Linked DNA regions of Oncorhynchus mykiss: region 2 is linked to region 1. A link is a contact called in public Hi-C data. All regions are on one chromosome and are shown on one strand. Each heading gives the region's core, a stretch centred on a gene start, on an enhancer-like site or on the middle of the called end of the contact. The rest is flanking DNA. Distances are from core to core; before and after follow the strand shown. Region 1 holds the start of ccdc88b (coiled-coil domain containing 88A). Region 2 holds the start of macrod1 (ADP-ribose glycohydrolase MACROD1).

Region 1 (7,374 bases), core at 3,531-6,030:
TGTGTGTGTGAGCATGTGTGTGTGTGTGTGTATTTGTGTGTGTGTGCGTGTGTATTTGTGTGTGTGAGAAAAATCACCTGTACAGCACATCCCAGTAAAAGCAGGAGCAATCTCCTCAACTCCTCCACTGCTGCCTCTGAAGACACAGATACCACTCTTATGACTCTCTTGTTCCCATCATACTCTCATAGACAACATAGGAGCCCAATCAGAGATTCTGTACTTTCAACTGGCTCTTTTTACCTGTTAGGGGGTCTTGCCCCAAAATGGCAATGTTCGGAAGAGGCATCAGAATCAGCTGCCGTAGGTCTTCCTGTAGACAGAATCAGAGGGAGAGCTTGAAAGGATTCAAAGATTTATTTATTGAAATTTCCCTAACCACATTGCAGTTACTGTATTCAAATCAACATTGAAATGACAAAACCTTCCAGTTTAGTTCAGTTTAGTTCAGTTTAGAATATAAACACAGATGACATCAGAGGGGAAAGTAGGCCAATTTGTTCATGTATGTTTCTATGTAGTACGATGACTATATTTAGTTCTCAGACACAAGCCCTGGTAGAGAGAAATTAGGCTGCAGTGACCACATGCTGCTGGTGGTTTAAGGTTTCACAGCCCTGCCAGTGTGACCAGGAAACACGAAGTAAGAAGTGAAACCACAAAAAACAAAATGACATCGTAGCAACATCAGACAAGACGGAATTGTTGTCATGACAAACAGTCCTGTCAATAAATTGTATCCAAAACATTTCTGAATAAATCCCAGAATATTATTTGAAACTTGCTGGTGTCCCTCCCATGATGCTCCACTGTTCAGAGGGTTTGAATGACTTATCAAAAGCAGGAACTCAAACAGTGAAGACTCATGTTTTTGTGTGTTTTGTACATTGTATTGGACTAAAGTTCATTTCTCGCAGAGATTTTCCTGGATGTCTCCCTAGGCTCAAGTCTGGACCTTGTGTGGTAAATTACTCTGAGATGTGATTGTGTATCAAACAAAATCATGACACAAATACCAATACCTGGTAGAAGGCCCTGAGGTGTCGGTTGAGGATGGAGAAGTTCTGGACTCTGAGCATCTGGTCATCTCTCCCACTGCGGTACAAATGCTCCAGCTTGGGGTTGGGGTCTCTGGGAATGACAGACAGACAGACAGAGTGGGGATTGAGCCAGTGTGCACGTCTACTTGTGCCATAAAAGCTCTCACCTCTTGGCAGAGGTAACTATCCCAGCCCAGTATTTCACCAGCTATAATACCTTTGATCAGATAAAGTACAATAAATGTATTACATTGAATCCTTCAGTATACACTACATGCTATGGAATGTGTACTTCCTGCTTGTGACATTTGAGGCCTGTGCAAAGGTGTGAACTTACATGACCCTCATGACCTCGTTGAGAAAGATCCCATTGGTCAGTCTCAGGTAGCGGTCATGGGAATTCTGGGACTTGGAGTTCACCTCCATGTACTGGTTGAAGAGCATGACATTCTCCTCCCTGTCCACTACACCATCAAAGAGCTGTACCTGAGGGAGGGGGCATCCTATTAGGGCCTTTAATCTGTTTTATAGCGCGATCAACAATTAATGTCGCGGAGACTGCATTCACAGTAAACGCTGTATACACTATATAAACAAAAGTATGTGGACACCCCTTCAAATTAGTGGTTTTGGCTATTTACTGACAGGTGTATAAAATCGAGCACACCGCCATGCAATCTCCATAGACAAACATTGGCAGTAGAATGGCCTTACTGAAGAGCTTAGTAACTTTTAACATTGCACCGTCATCAGAAGCTATCTTTCCAAAAAGTCAGTTTGTAAAATTTGCTAGAGCTGCTAGAGCTGCCCCGGTCAACTGCAAGTGCTGTTATTGTGAAGTGGAAACGTCTAGGCGCAACAACGGCTCAGCCGCAAAGTGGTACACCACACAAGCTCACAGAATGGAACCGCCAAGTGCTGAAGCACGTAGAAATGGTCTGTCCTCGGTTGCAACACTCACTACAGAGTTCTAAACTGTCTCTGGAAGCAACGTCAGCACAACATCATCGGGAGCTTCATGAAATGGGTTTCCATGGCTGAGCAGCCGCACTGCACACAAGCCTAAGATCACCATGCGCAATGCCAAGTGTCAGCTGGAGGGGTGTAAAGCTCCACAATATTGGAGCAGTGGGAACACGTTCTCTGGAGTGATGAATCACGACTTCCCCATCTGGCAGTCCGACGGAAGAATCTGGGTTTGTCGGATGCCAGGAAAACTCTGTGCCCCAATGCTGTAAAGTTTGGTGGAGGAGGAATAATGGCCTGGGGCTGTTTTTCACGCTTCGGTCTAGGGCCCTTAGTTCCAGTGAAGGGAAATCTTAATGTTACGGCCTACAATGACATTCCAGACGATTCTGTGCTTACAACTTTATGGCAACAGTTTGTCAAGATCGGTGTGGACGAACTTGACTGGCTTGCACAGAGCCCTGACCTCAACCCCATCGAATTGGAACGCAGACTAACTAGACTGCGAGCCAGGCCTAATCGCCCAACATCAGTGCTCGACCTCACAGCAATGTTCCAACATCTAGTGGAAAGCCTTCCCAGAAGAGTTGAGGCTGTTATTGCAGCAAAGGGGGGACCAACTCCATATTAATAAACATGATTTTGGAATGAGATGTTTGACGAGCATACTTTTGGTCATGTAGTGTATGTTGGCTCAATCGGAAATGACCTTTAAATGTGAACCGCGCCACAACACAGATATTCTGCGCTACGGATTGAATCGAGCCCTAAATTCAATAGAAACATAATAAACAGTGCCTTTCGGAAAATATTCAGATCCCTTGACTTTTTCCACATTTTGTTACGTTACAGCCTTATTCTAAAGTGGATTAAATAAATAAAAATCCTCATCAATCTACACACAATACAACATAATGATAAACGAAAACAGGTCTTTTGAAATGTTTACAAATATATTAAAAACTAAAAACAGATACCTTATTTAAATAAGTATTCAGACCCTTTGCTTTGAGACTCGAAATTGAGCTCAGGTGCATCCTGTTTCCATTGATCGCCCTTGAGATGTTTATTCAATTTGATTGGAGTCCAACTGTGCTAAATTCAATTGATTGGATGTGATTTGGAAAGGCACACACCTGTCTATATAAGGTCCCACAATGGACAGTGCATGTCAGAGCAAAAACCAAGCAATGAGGGCAAAAAAATTGTCCATAGAGCTCAGAGACAGGAATGTGTCGAGGCACAGATCTGGGGAAGGGTACCAAAACATTTCTGAAGGTCCCAAAGAACACAGTGGCCTCCATCATTCTTAAATGGAAGATGTTTTACTCTTCCTAAAGCTGGCTGCCCGGCCAAACTGAGCAATCGGGGGAGAAGGGCCTTGGTCAGGGAGGTGACTAAGAACCTAATGGTCACTCTGACAGAGCTCCAGAGTTCCTCTGTGGAGATGGAAGAACTTTCCAGAAGGACAACCATCTCTGCAGCACTCAGGACCTCAGATTGGGGCAACGGTTCACCTTCCAACAGGACAACGACCCTAAGCACACAGCCAAGACAACACACGAGTGGCTTCGGGACAAGTCTCTGAATGTCCTTGAGTGGCCCAGCTAGAGCCATGACTTAAACCCGATCGAACATCTCTGGAGAGACCTGGAAATAGCTGTGCAGCAACGCTCCTCGTCCAACCTGACAGAGCTGAGAAGGTCTGCAGAGAAGAATGGGAGAAACTCCCCAAATACAGATGTGCCAAGCTTGTAGTGTCATACCCAAGAAGACTTGGTCTGAATACTTACGTAAATGTGTTCTGGATTTTGAATAAATTAGTAAGAATTTCAAAAAATCTGTTTTTGCTTTGTCATTGTGGGGTATTGTGATTAGATTGATGAGGGGGGGGGGGGGACAACTTATTCCATTTTAGAATCAGGCTGTAACGTAACAAATTGCGGTAAAAGTCAAGGGGACTGAACACATTCCGAAGGCACTGTACAACCTAAATAATATATATGGAGACCACATGGGGATCACTGCAAACAGAGAAAACTGCTATCTGGAATCTGTGGTATAGATCAATGAAACTCGAGATGGTCATATTTTACTGAGAAATAAATAAGAAAGGGAATAGGAAGTCACAGATATAAAGGTAAAACAACAAGATACATTCTATGAGCCATTGTAGAGAAAGCTGTGAAAAGGAGAAGTTTGAGAACTAAGTGTTGTTTGCTGTTATGACAAAAGTTATGACAAGCATTTACATCTGATTCAAGTTCAACCCATCCGTGTTGTTATAACTTCTGTAAATAAAGAGTTATACATTATTTACAAAATGCATAATCTCATAAGTGTTTTTAAATTTACACGTCGTTTATTTACAGGATTTGTATGTATTGATACTCCATAAAAGCAAAACAACAGCAATAGGCTATGTGTTTTTATATGTTATAAAAGACTATCATCATCACGTATATCTAGGTCTACTACTATAGCATCTGAAAGTGATTTAAATAAGCTTTGACACATACCCAAGTCACCAACGCACTTTCCATGAATTCTTCTAGAATGTCCATTATGTTAGAGTCCATGGTGTCGCATAAATAATTTACAAACTTCTATAAAAAATATAAATAAAATATATCCTACATTATTAAAGCAATTTTACTAAATACTGAATCCATTGTGTTCGTCATTTCAGTTCCCCTCCCTCTCTCTTCCTCTATCTCACTTTTTCAGTTAGTGCTGGTGGTAAGCACATTGCAAAACCACACCGGAATTTCTTAACGAACACATTTCATTAGTGCTTTAGGCCTACCCGGAACAATCACCACCTTTACCAGTGAGTTTGTTTCCAGAAAAGAAAGTCGCTCAATGACAAATGAGTAGGTGGTTTGAGATGGATGGAAAATATTAGACTACTTTGTGCGCACTGGGGTTCCTTGCCTAGACGTTTGTAACAATGTTTATATTACAATTCACTTATTCAGTTGTTTGTAGCCTATGCATCCGATTGATCAAGATATACTATAAACAAGTTCGAAATGGTCAATTCAGTAGGACGGGCGTTCGTTGCGCTTTCAGGTGTAATGCAATGGCGAACCCTGGTGGAATTATGGTGAAAGGTCGGTAGTCTACTATCTATGAACATCCTACTTGTAAAATAAAGCTGTTGAATGAACATTGTCGTAAAACACAGATCAGAGTGAATTAACCATTTGACAAAGAAACAAAAATAAACAGCCACTACAAATTAAAACATGTTTGCTATGTGTAAGATAGTGCACGTTTATAATACAAGCGACATTTCTTTTTTTTGTCAAAACACAATGGAAAATGTAATTACAATTTTCTACATGACCACACTTTGACGTGAACTTTCTCTTAACCCTGTCCATTGTTGTGGTATGTTTGATAGTCATACATCCCGAGTGTTCCTGTTGCTGTGCAGAGAACTGTTGTAGCAGTAGCATATGGATTAGCTATATAGGATTATGAAGGTGTTATGAGAGCTGTCCTAGTATACCTAGCAGCCCAGATTACATTATACAGTCACTCCTCTCCATACTGTCATAAACCTACAGTAGCCTAGGCCTACTGTATCACTGGCATCACTTTCAGTCATTACACACACCATCATCCTATACCTCTGGGTGAACTGAAATAACCCAATTCAGTTGAATGCTTATCTAGTACAAAAAGACTCAACTCCGCAAATCCATTAAAAGCAACTAACTTTAATATATTCAATGCCAGATGCCAACTTCACATGTTACTTAGCAGTGCATTAACAAACTCTATAGCCAGGCCAGTATTCAATTGACTGTAGGCCTTCTTCACACTGGGTGAATGTTTGTTACGTTATTACCTGTGTGGTTTACATTTTGTCTGATCCAAATCAAAGATCAGAAAATCAGTTCACTTCCGTGTGTGTGATTTTTCATTTACTCATGTACCAGTATGTGAATATTGTTTTTGAATATTTACCAAATGTATGTGTGTGTTCTTGGGTGCTTTTCAGTAGTTTGACTTTGTTTGTTCTTGACCACATGAAACATCACCCTCCCCCTCAATAGTTGATGTATTGTCCATCATGGAGCAACAGGACACAACATTCTCTCAAAGATTATCTTTCCAAATTCTGTCAAGTTAAAAAAAACTATGGATTGTTAGATCTTGTCATGTCTAGTCTGTGCGGAGCATGATAAAATAAGATTAATGATAAGATAAGATTCCCTATGTATTTTAGTGCTCAATACAGCCTCACTCCCCTTCTCAAACCCATATATTGTTACATATTATCTTTCATCTAGCTGGACGTGGCTGCCTTCTCGCCGTCCGCCCCAGCTTCTGCCTCGTCACCTGCCTCCACCTGTATTGATAAAGACGGGACACGTTAGTGAGATACAACCAAATTCATTACCAAATGCATTGCGGGTACTGTAGTACATCATACAACACTGACGGTCTGATCCGGAGGATGTATTGTTACAGAATGTTAAGATATAAATGTTTTGTGTAGGACAGGTACAGATGTAGGATCTTCATTTTATTACTCTTTTGTTGCTGAGAATTTTCCTGCACGGCAGGAAATGCAACCTTGTGGTGTATTTGAGTTTTAAAAAGGCTTCTAAAGTTTGTAATTTCCACTTTGAAATTTCAGACTTGATTTGCACTAACGAAAAATGTCCATTAATTCACATAATAATAATAATTCACATTTCCTTTTGCTGCAGGATTATTCTCCTGCTGTAGCAAACTGGCTCAAATTTAGATCCTAAATCTGTATGATTGGTCAGTCAGATCCAATAGGGGCATTTTTTTCATCTCTGTTTATTCTCCTTCTATCTGCAACATTTAGAGCGTTCCACATCCCTGAGCACACCCCTGACATGTTTCACAGAGCGTTATGGGTACTGTAGTTCACTACCTGTCCGAACTGCAGCAGTTTGAACACAGTGGTCTTGACATCCATCAGGGTCTCCTTAACCCCCTTCGCCAGGATGTAGCCCTCGCTGTCAGCTTCGGGGTTCTCCGGGTCCACGCCCTCCAGAGACGTGTGCAGGTACCGCAGGCTCACCAACACTGATATCTGTGGAGATGATGTTACATGGGTCAAGGTTCAACTCAAAGCAAAGGTTACAAAATGTATATCTAAAGCCATCATATCACAAGGGTAGAGGTTGATGGTAACAAAATAACCAATGAAAACTACTGTTTGTGCATATGTATACCTGTACGGAGATGACCGACAGAATCCCGGGGCCAATGGTGTTCATGAGGCCCATGTAGTAGTCGACCAGCGCCTGTCTGCAGCCGCGGTTGTACAGGTTCAGCTCCTCACTCTGGTGCTCATAGTTGTAGTGGGCAGTGTTGTCAG
Region 2 (7,374 bases), core at 3,407-5,906, 150 kb before region 1:
GTACAGAGCGGCATAGGCAAGATACAGTAGATGGTATTGAGTGCAGTATATACATATGAGATGAGTATGTAAACAAAGTGGCATAGTTAAAGTGGCTAGTGTTACATGTATTACATAAAGATGCAGTAGATGATATAGAGTACAGTATATACATATACATATGAGATGAATAATGTAGGGTATGTAACATTATATTAGGTAGCATTGTTTAAAGTGGCTAGTGATATATTTTACATCATTTCCCATCAATTTCCATTATTAAAGTGGCTGGAGTTGAGTCAGTGTGTTGGCAGCAGCCACTCAATGTTAGTGGTGGCTGTTTAACAGTCTGATGGCCTTGAGATAGAAGCTGTTTTTCAGTCTCTCGGTCCCAGCGTTGATGCACCTGTACTGACCTCGCCTTCTGGATGATAGCGGGGTGAACAGGCAGTGGCTCGGGTGGTTGTTGTCCTTGATGATCTTTATGGCCTTCCTGTGACATCGGGTGGTGTAGGTGTCCTGGAGGGCAGGTAGTTTGCCCCCGGTGATGCGTTGTGCAGATCTCACTACCCTCTGGAGAGCCTTACGGTTGTGGGCGGAGCAGTTGCCGTACCAGGCGGTGATACAGCCCGACAGGATGCTCTCGATTGTGCATCTGTAGAAGTTTGTGAGTGCTTTAGGTGACAAGACGAATTTCTTCAGCCTCCTGAGGTTGAAGAGGCGCTGCTGCGCCTTCTTCACGATGCTGTCTGTGTGGGTGGACCAATTCAGTTTGTCTGTGATGTGTACGCCGAGGAACTTAAAACTTACTACCCTCTCCACTACTGTTCCATCGATGTGGATAGGGGGGTGTTCCCTCTGCTGTTTCCTGAAGTCCACAATCATCTCCTTAGTTTTGTTGACGTTGAGTGTGAGGTTATTTTCCTGACACCACACTCCGAGGGCCCTCACCTCCTCCCTGTAGGCCGTCTCGCCGTTGTTGGTAATCAAGCCTACCACTGTTGTGTCGTCCGCAAACTTGATGATTGAGTTGGAGGCGTGCGTGGCCATGCAGTCGTGGGTGAACAGGGAGTACAGGAGAGGGCTCAGAACGCACCCTTGTGGGGCCCCAGTGTTGAGGATCAGCGGGGTGGAAATGTTGTTGCCTACCCTCACCACCTGGGGGCGGCCCGTCATGAAGTCCAGTACCCAGTTGCACAGGGCGGGGTCGAGACCCAGGGTTTCGAGCTTGATGACGAGCTTGGAGGGCTTGGAGGGCACTATGGTGTTAGTAGGACGATCACTTTGTGCAGCTCACCCTGTACTATCAGCTCCAATATAAATAACACGAGTAAGTCTACTTCTGATAAGCTTCCCAGTAAAGCATTAAAAACAATCAAGCAACCCAGAAAAGTGCTAAAAATAGCACATATTAACATATGTAGCCTAAGAAACAAGGTCCATGAAGTCTTGTAACAGATGACATTCCTATTCTGACTATCTCTGAAATTCACTTGGATAATACCTTTGATGATACAGTGGTAGTGTAACAGTTTAACTTTAGTCTGTCCCCTACCCGGGCTCGAACCAGGGACCCTCTACACACATAGACAACTGACACCCAAGAAGCATCGTTACCCATCGCTCCACAAAAGCTGCGGCCCTTGCAGAGCAAGGTGAACAACTACTTCAGGTATCAGAGCGAGTGACGTCACCGATTGAAACGCTATTAGCGCGCACCCCGCTAACTAGCTAGCCATTTCACATCGGTTACACTAGTAACACATGGTTATAACGTCTACCGAAAAGACAGAAATGCCAATGGGGGCAGTGTTGCGATCTATATTCAGAACCACATTCCTGTAAAGCTTAGAGAGGATTTCATGTTAAATACTGTTGAAGTAATATGGCTACAGGTTCATCTGCCTCACCTAAAGCCCATTTTTGTGGGAAGCTGCTATAGACCAGCAAGTGCTAACAATCAGTATCTGGATAATATGTGTGAAATGCTTGATAATGTATGTGATATCAACAGAGAAGTATATTTTCTGGGTGATTTAAATATTGACTGGATATCATCAAGCTGCCCACTTAAGAAAAAGCTTCAAACTGTAACCAGTGCCTGCAACATGGTTCAGGTTATCAGTCAACCTACCAGGGCAAGCAGCACAGGAATGAAATCATCCACATGTATTGATCACATCTTTACTAATGCTGCAGAAATGTGGTTTAAAGCCGTATCCAGATCCATAGGATGTAGTGATCACAATATAGTAGCCATCTCTAGGAAAACCAAAGTTACAAAGGCTGGGCCTAATATAGAGTAGAAGAGGTCATACAAGAAGTTTTGTAGTGATTCATATGTTGATGATGTAAATGATACTTGCTGGTCTGTGGTGTGTAATGACGAGCAACCAGAAGCTGCACTTGACACATTTATGAAATTGCTTATTCCAGTTACTAATAAGCACACACCCATTAAGAAAATGACTGTAAAAACTGTTAAATCCCCTTGGATTGATGAGGAATTGAACAATTGTATGGTTGAGAGGGATGAGGAGAAAGGTATGGCAAATAAGTCTGGCAGCACAACTGATTGGCAAACATACTGCAAATGAAGAAATAATGTGACAGAACTAAATACAAATAAACTATACTATGAAACAAAGATCAATTATTTAAATAATCATAGTAAAAAGCTATCCATTGCATAGATTGAGGGAGACATTGCCAACCTGTCTGATGTTCAGACTCTGCTTGCAGATGTAAGAGAAGAAATCAGTAGTGCCCTGCCCACTTCATTGTTGAGATTAACAAGGCTTATGGTGTCATCACTACCGTGTCTCGCCACCTTGGCCTGGATGAGGGCAAGGTTCTTGGCAGTCTGGCGAAGTACACTTCCAAGCAAGGGCTTTGGGATGGAAATGCAATATGGCAGTCGTGCCAACATATCTCATCAGCCACCTGGTGGAAGGGACTTTGTGGATCTGAGGCTCTTTCCCCTGTTGCCTCCATCATCCTCCAAATCCCACCAACATCAGCCGCCTCAGAGCGCAACTGGTCCTTGTTTGGGAACAAACACACCAAAGGACGCAACAGGCTGACAAATACAAGGGTTGAACAATTGGTGGCCATCCGGGCAAATTTGTGGCTTTTTGAGCCTGACAATGAGACATCCTCAACAAGGTGGAAAGTGACAGTGAAGATGAGGCCTCAGTCTGATGTTCATGAGGTGGACATTGAGGAGGTCCAGGGAGAAAACATGGAAGCCTGAGAAGAAGACAACCAAAGCTTTAGTTGCTAGACTATTATTTTACAGATGTATGTTGCAAACGTTTTTGGGAGATGCGATGGATCATTGGGGATCATTCAATATTGCTTTTCTTTTGTTGTTCAGTGAAATCATCCCATGTGAAGATTCAACTCATTTAATTAAAGTTAAATTCGTAACTAAATAGTTAAAAAAAAATGGATTGGAAGGATTTAATAATTTGCAATTATGTCTACTTATGATAAGGTAAAGGTTTATGTTTCTGTCTCCATATGATATGGTAAATATATCTAATGCAAAAAACTTCTACATTTAAATGGTGTTAATATTAATTTGCATATATTTCCATTAATTCCCATATATTCCCACAGAAAGTTTCCACCTCTGAATATTCCCCAAAATGTGCAACCCTGGCAGTAGCTAAGATGGGGAGAAGTCTGTCCATAATAAAGCGATGCTCTGCCTTCTTAACAACACTATCAACAAGGCAGGTCCAACAGGCCCTAGTTTTGTCGCACTAAAAAAGGACTAAGGAAAATTGAAATTGGCTCAGAACAGGGCAAGACGTCTGGCCCTTGGATGTACACAGAGAGCTAATATAAATAAAATATATGTCAATCTCTCCTGGCTCAAAGTGGAGGAAAGATTGACATCATCACTACTTGTATTTTTGAGAGGTATTGACTTGTTGAATGCGCCGAGCTGTCTGTCTAAACTACTGGCACAGCTCAGACGCCCATGCATACCCCACAAGACATGCCACAAGAGGTCTCTTCTCAGTCCCCAAGTCCAGAACAGACTATAGACAGACTAACAGTACTACATAGAGCCATAACTACATGGAACTCTATTCCACATCAAGTAACAGATGCAAGCAGTAAAAATAATAGATTTAAAAAACAGATTTAAAAAAACACCTTATGGAACAGCGGGGACTGTGAAGCAACACAAACATAGGCACAGATACATGCATACACACAAATGATAACATAAGCACTACACAGATTTAGTACTGTAGATATGCGGTAGCGGTGGAGTAGGGGCCTGAGGGCACACAGTGTGTTGTGAAATCTGAATGTATTGTGATGTTTTTAAAATTGCATAAACTGCCTTAATTTTTTCCTGGTCCCCAGGAAGAGTATATGCTGCTTTGGCAGGAGCTAATGGGTATCCATAATAAATACAAATACACTAGATGTAATTAGGCTACAAATTAAGTTACAGAGTAAGATGTAATTCTAGCTGTTGGCCAGTAGAGGGCGGTGAATGACAGACAGAGAAACAGTAAACTCGATCAGCTCAGCACAGAGCTCCTGACACGTTGGGCGACTGGCTTCCGGGCTAAGCGAGCAGTGTGTAAAAGCAGCGCGTCTTGGCGGATCGTGTTTCGGAGGACCTTCACCTCTCCCGAGCCCGTTGGGGAGTTGCAGCCATTAAACTAAATTGTAATTGCCAATTAGATATCACGAAAATGGCGAGAAAAATTCACAAAATAAATTAAATAAAACACTGAACTCCTACCATACGTTATATCCACACACAGCCTTGACAATTCGAGTGAACGGTGATGGTTAATTCGTTGAATAATTAATTTGTTTATACTCAACTTGAAAGGTATTTTATAGCAACACAACAATACATACTTTCCTTATGGTCATACTCTATATAGGTCATATAGCTCCCCTCCCATTTGGTACAATCCATGCGTCATTGTTTACAACAAAATGGCCAAGTATTTCTTCCCCAAAATTCAAACTGGATAAAGGCGCTTTAAATAACGAAAACGAAACTTAACTACCGAACCGAAAAACACCTGACACCGACGTAACGTTAGTAGTTCTGTGTCGGATTGACTTCAGGATCACACTCGCAGCATGGCATTTCAAATGTCAACTCTCTCTTCGCGTATCAGAGCCATAGGTCCATTTTCCCGCTGTCGTAGGGGTGACTTTCATACTAGTGATATCGGTGTGTGCTCCAAATTTAGAAACATTTTTGGTGTTGCAAATCGTCAGGTTTATTCGCTGGTGCGAAGTGGGCAGAGTTCGGCGAACTCCAGCCCTGCAAAGTGCAAGGCCATTCTGAACCCAGGGGGTATTCATTTTGCAAACCGCGTGGAGAAGTTTTCAACAACTACAGCTGCCGCGAAGTCGTTTGAGTCGTTTCAGGGGCAAAACAAGGCCTCGCCCTCCGGGGGAAAGTACGGTTCGTTGTATCGGATCGCCCTCGCCGCGCTTGGGGTGACCACCGCGGTCGTGTCCCTGCACTTTAGTGCCCATCTCGCCATGGCAACGGGATTGGAGCGGCTAAACCTTGACTCAGCCAAAGGTGACTGGAACGAGGTGAAGGGTAAGTCTGCAGACAGACACAGTTTGGGTGGGAATCTATAGGTGCTCATGTTGAGAATTTGGTTGCTCAACAGGACCTGTTGCTTGTGAAAAGTAAAGTTGTCAAAGCTGTGTGGCCTAAATTTCAATAGAAAAAAAGTAGGTGCCAACTCAAAGTTTGAAGTGGCTCATGGTGGCCTTATGTGGTACTAGGTTACAACCAAGCCATTAGTGCATTACAGCTTTTCACTATGTTGTCCCTACATTACCCACATTGATTAGTGGAATGATCATAATCATCAACTCTCTGTCCCTCTCCTCTTCCTTAGCTGCCTTGCTCCATATGAGTCAGGAGGAGAGAAGGAAGCACTACAGAACTACCTACCGGTCCCTGGAGGAGGTGCCTGTGTGGACCGCCAAGTCACTCACAGTGGACAGAGGTTGGTGGCACCTTAATTGGGGAGAATGGGTTCGTGGTAATGGCTGGAGCGGCGTCAGTGGAATGGTATCAAACGCATGGTTTCCATGCCATTCCATTTACTCTAAACCATTGTTGTTTCTCAACTCCCGTTCTGGGGTCCTACAACACAGGTTTACATGTGTTTGGTCCAGCCCAGCACTACACACTGTCATTTAGTTAATGCTAGGTGATTAGGCCCCAGGACTACAGCTGTGAGACACTGGAAAGCAGCATCGCTGAGCGTCCACTATAGATATTCTTGAGAGACAACATAAACGGTAAACGCATGTTGATATTACAGTGTTCTTATTAACAGTGTTGACAGAAGCAGGTGTTCATCTGTCTCCAAGGTGATTCAGTCAAGGCGACCAAATTCAAGAGGAACGAAGCTCTGGACAAGAAGATCTCGCTGTTCAGCGGTGACATCACCAAACTGGAGATTGATGGGATCGTCAATGCAGGTGATCATATAGTAACCTAGCTAATATTAACATAACATTACAGAAATAACATAACTTAAAGATGGAATCTGCAGTAGGGGAAACAACGCCATTGGCCGCCCCCACCACCGCTGTTGTAGTTGTTGTTGCTGAGTGGAGGAGTGTCATGCAGCATTGTTAAATAAATCGCAGTACTTATTGTGCTCTTCTGTTGCACATGCAATGATGTCAGAGGGCAAAAAGCTGTGTTGGTTGTTTACAGTCAATTATTTGTTTTAATATCGCAAACGGACGTGGCTGTTTCACCATTTAAGGATTCCAGCTTTAACTTGTAGTAATAACATTACTTAAAAATAACAGAATCACATGTAGTAATAATATTACTTAGTAATAACATAACATTACTTAGTAATAACATTACTTAGTAATAACATTACTTAGTAATAACATAGCATTACTTAGTAATAACATAGCATTACTTAGTAATAACATAGCATTACTTAGTAATAACATAGCATTACTTAGTAATAACATTACTTAGTAATAACATTACTTAGTAATAACATTACTTAGTAATAACAAAACTACTTAGTAATAACATAGCATTACTTAGTAATAACATTACTTAGTAATAACATTACTTAGTAATAACATAACATGACTAGTAATAACATTTCTTAGTAATAACATTACTTGTAATAACATAGCATTACTTAGTAATAACATAGCATTACTTAGTAATAACATAGCATTACTTAGTAATAACATAGCATTACTTAGTAATAACATAGCATTACTTATTATTAACATTACTGAGTAATAACCTAATATGACTAGTAATAACATTACTTTGTAATATCATTAGTAGTAGTAACATAGCATTACTTAGTAATGGCATTACCTAGCAATAACAGCATT

Evidence for each region. A called contact is a pair of places that touch in the nucleus more often than the background predicts.
Region 2: a Hi-C map of liver shows a contact between it and region 1, with 3 times the contacts expected there. The contact joins the promoter of macrod1 here to the promoter of ccdc88b in region 1. A contact is called at or near these places in 2 of 3 Hi-C or Micro-C datasets (blood and liver).

What each region holds. Positions count from the first base shown.
Region 1 is chr14:27,247,410-27,254,783 of USDA_OmykA_1.1, reverse strand. ccdc88b (coiled-coil domain containing 88A) reads right to left here and starts at 4,780. Exons shown (of 28, transcript XM_036943227.1): 1 at 4,526-4,780; 2 at 1,378-1,526; 3 at 1,023-1,131; 4 at 244-313; 5 at 78-136. The coding sequence starts at 4,585. rom1b (rod outer segment membrane protein 1b) reads right to left here. Exons shown (of 6, transcript XM_036943637.1): 4 at 7,229-7,374; 5 at 6,925-7,086; 6 at 6,304-6,366. The coding sequence ends at 6,304.
Region 2 is chr14:27,400,786-27,408,159 of USDA_OmykA_1.1, reverse strand. macrod1 (ADP-ribose glycohydrolase MACROD1) reads left to right here and starts at 4,656. Exons shown (of 11, transcript XM_021561605.2): 1 at 4,656-5,578; 2 at 5,886-5,996; 3 at 6,367-6,477. The coding sequence starts at 5,104.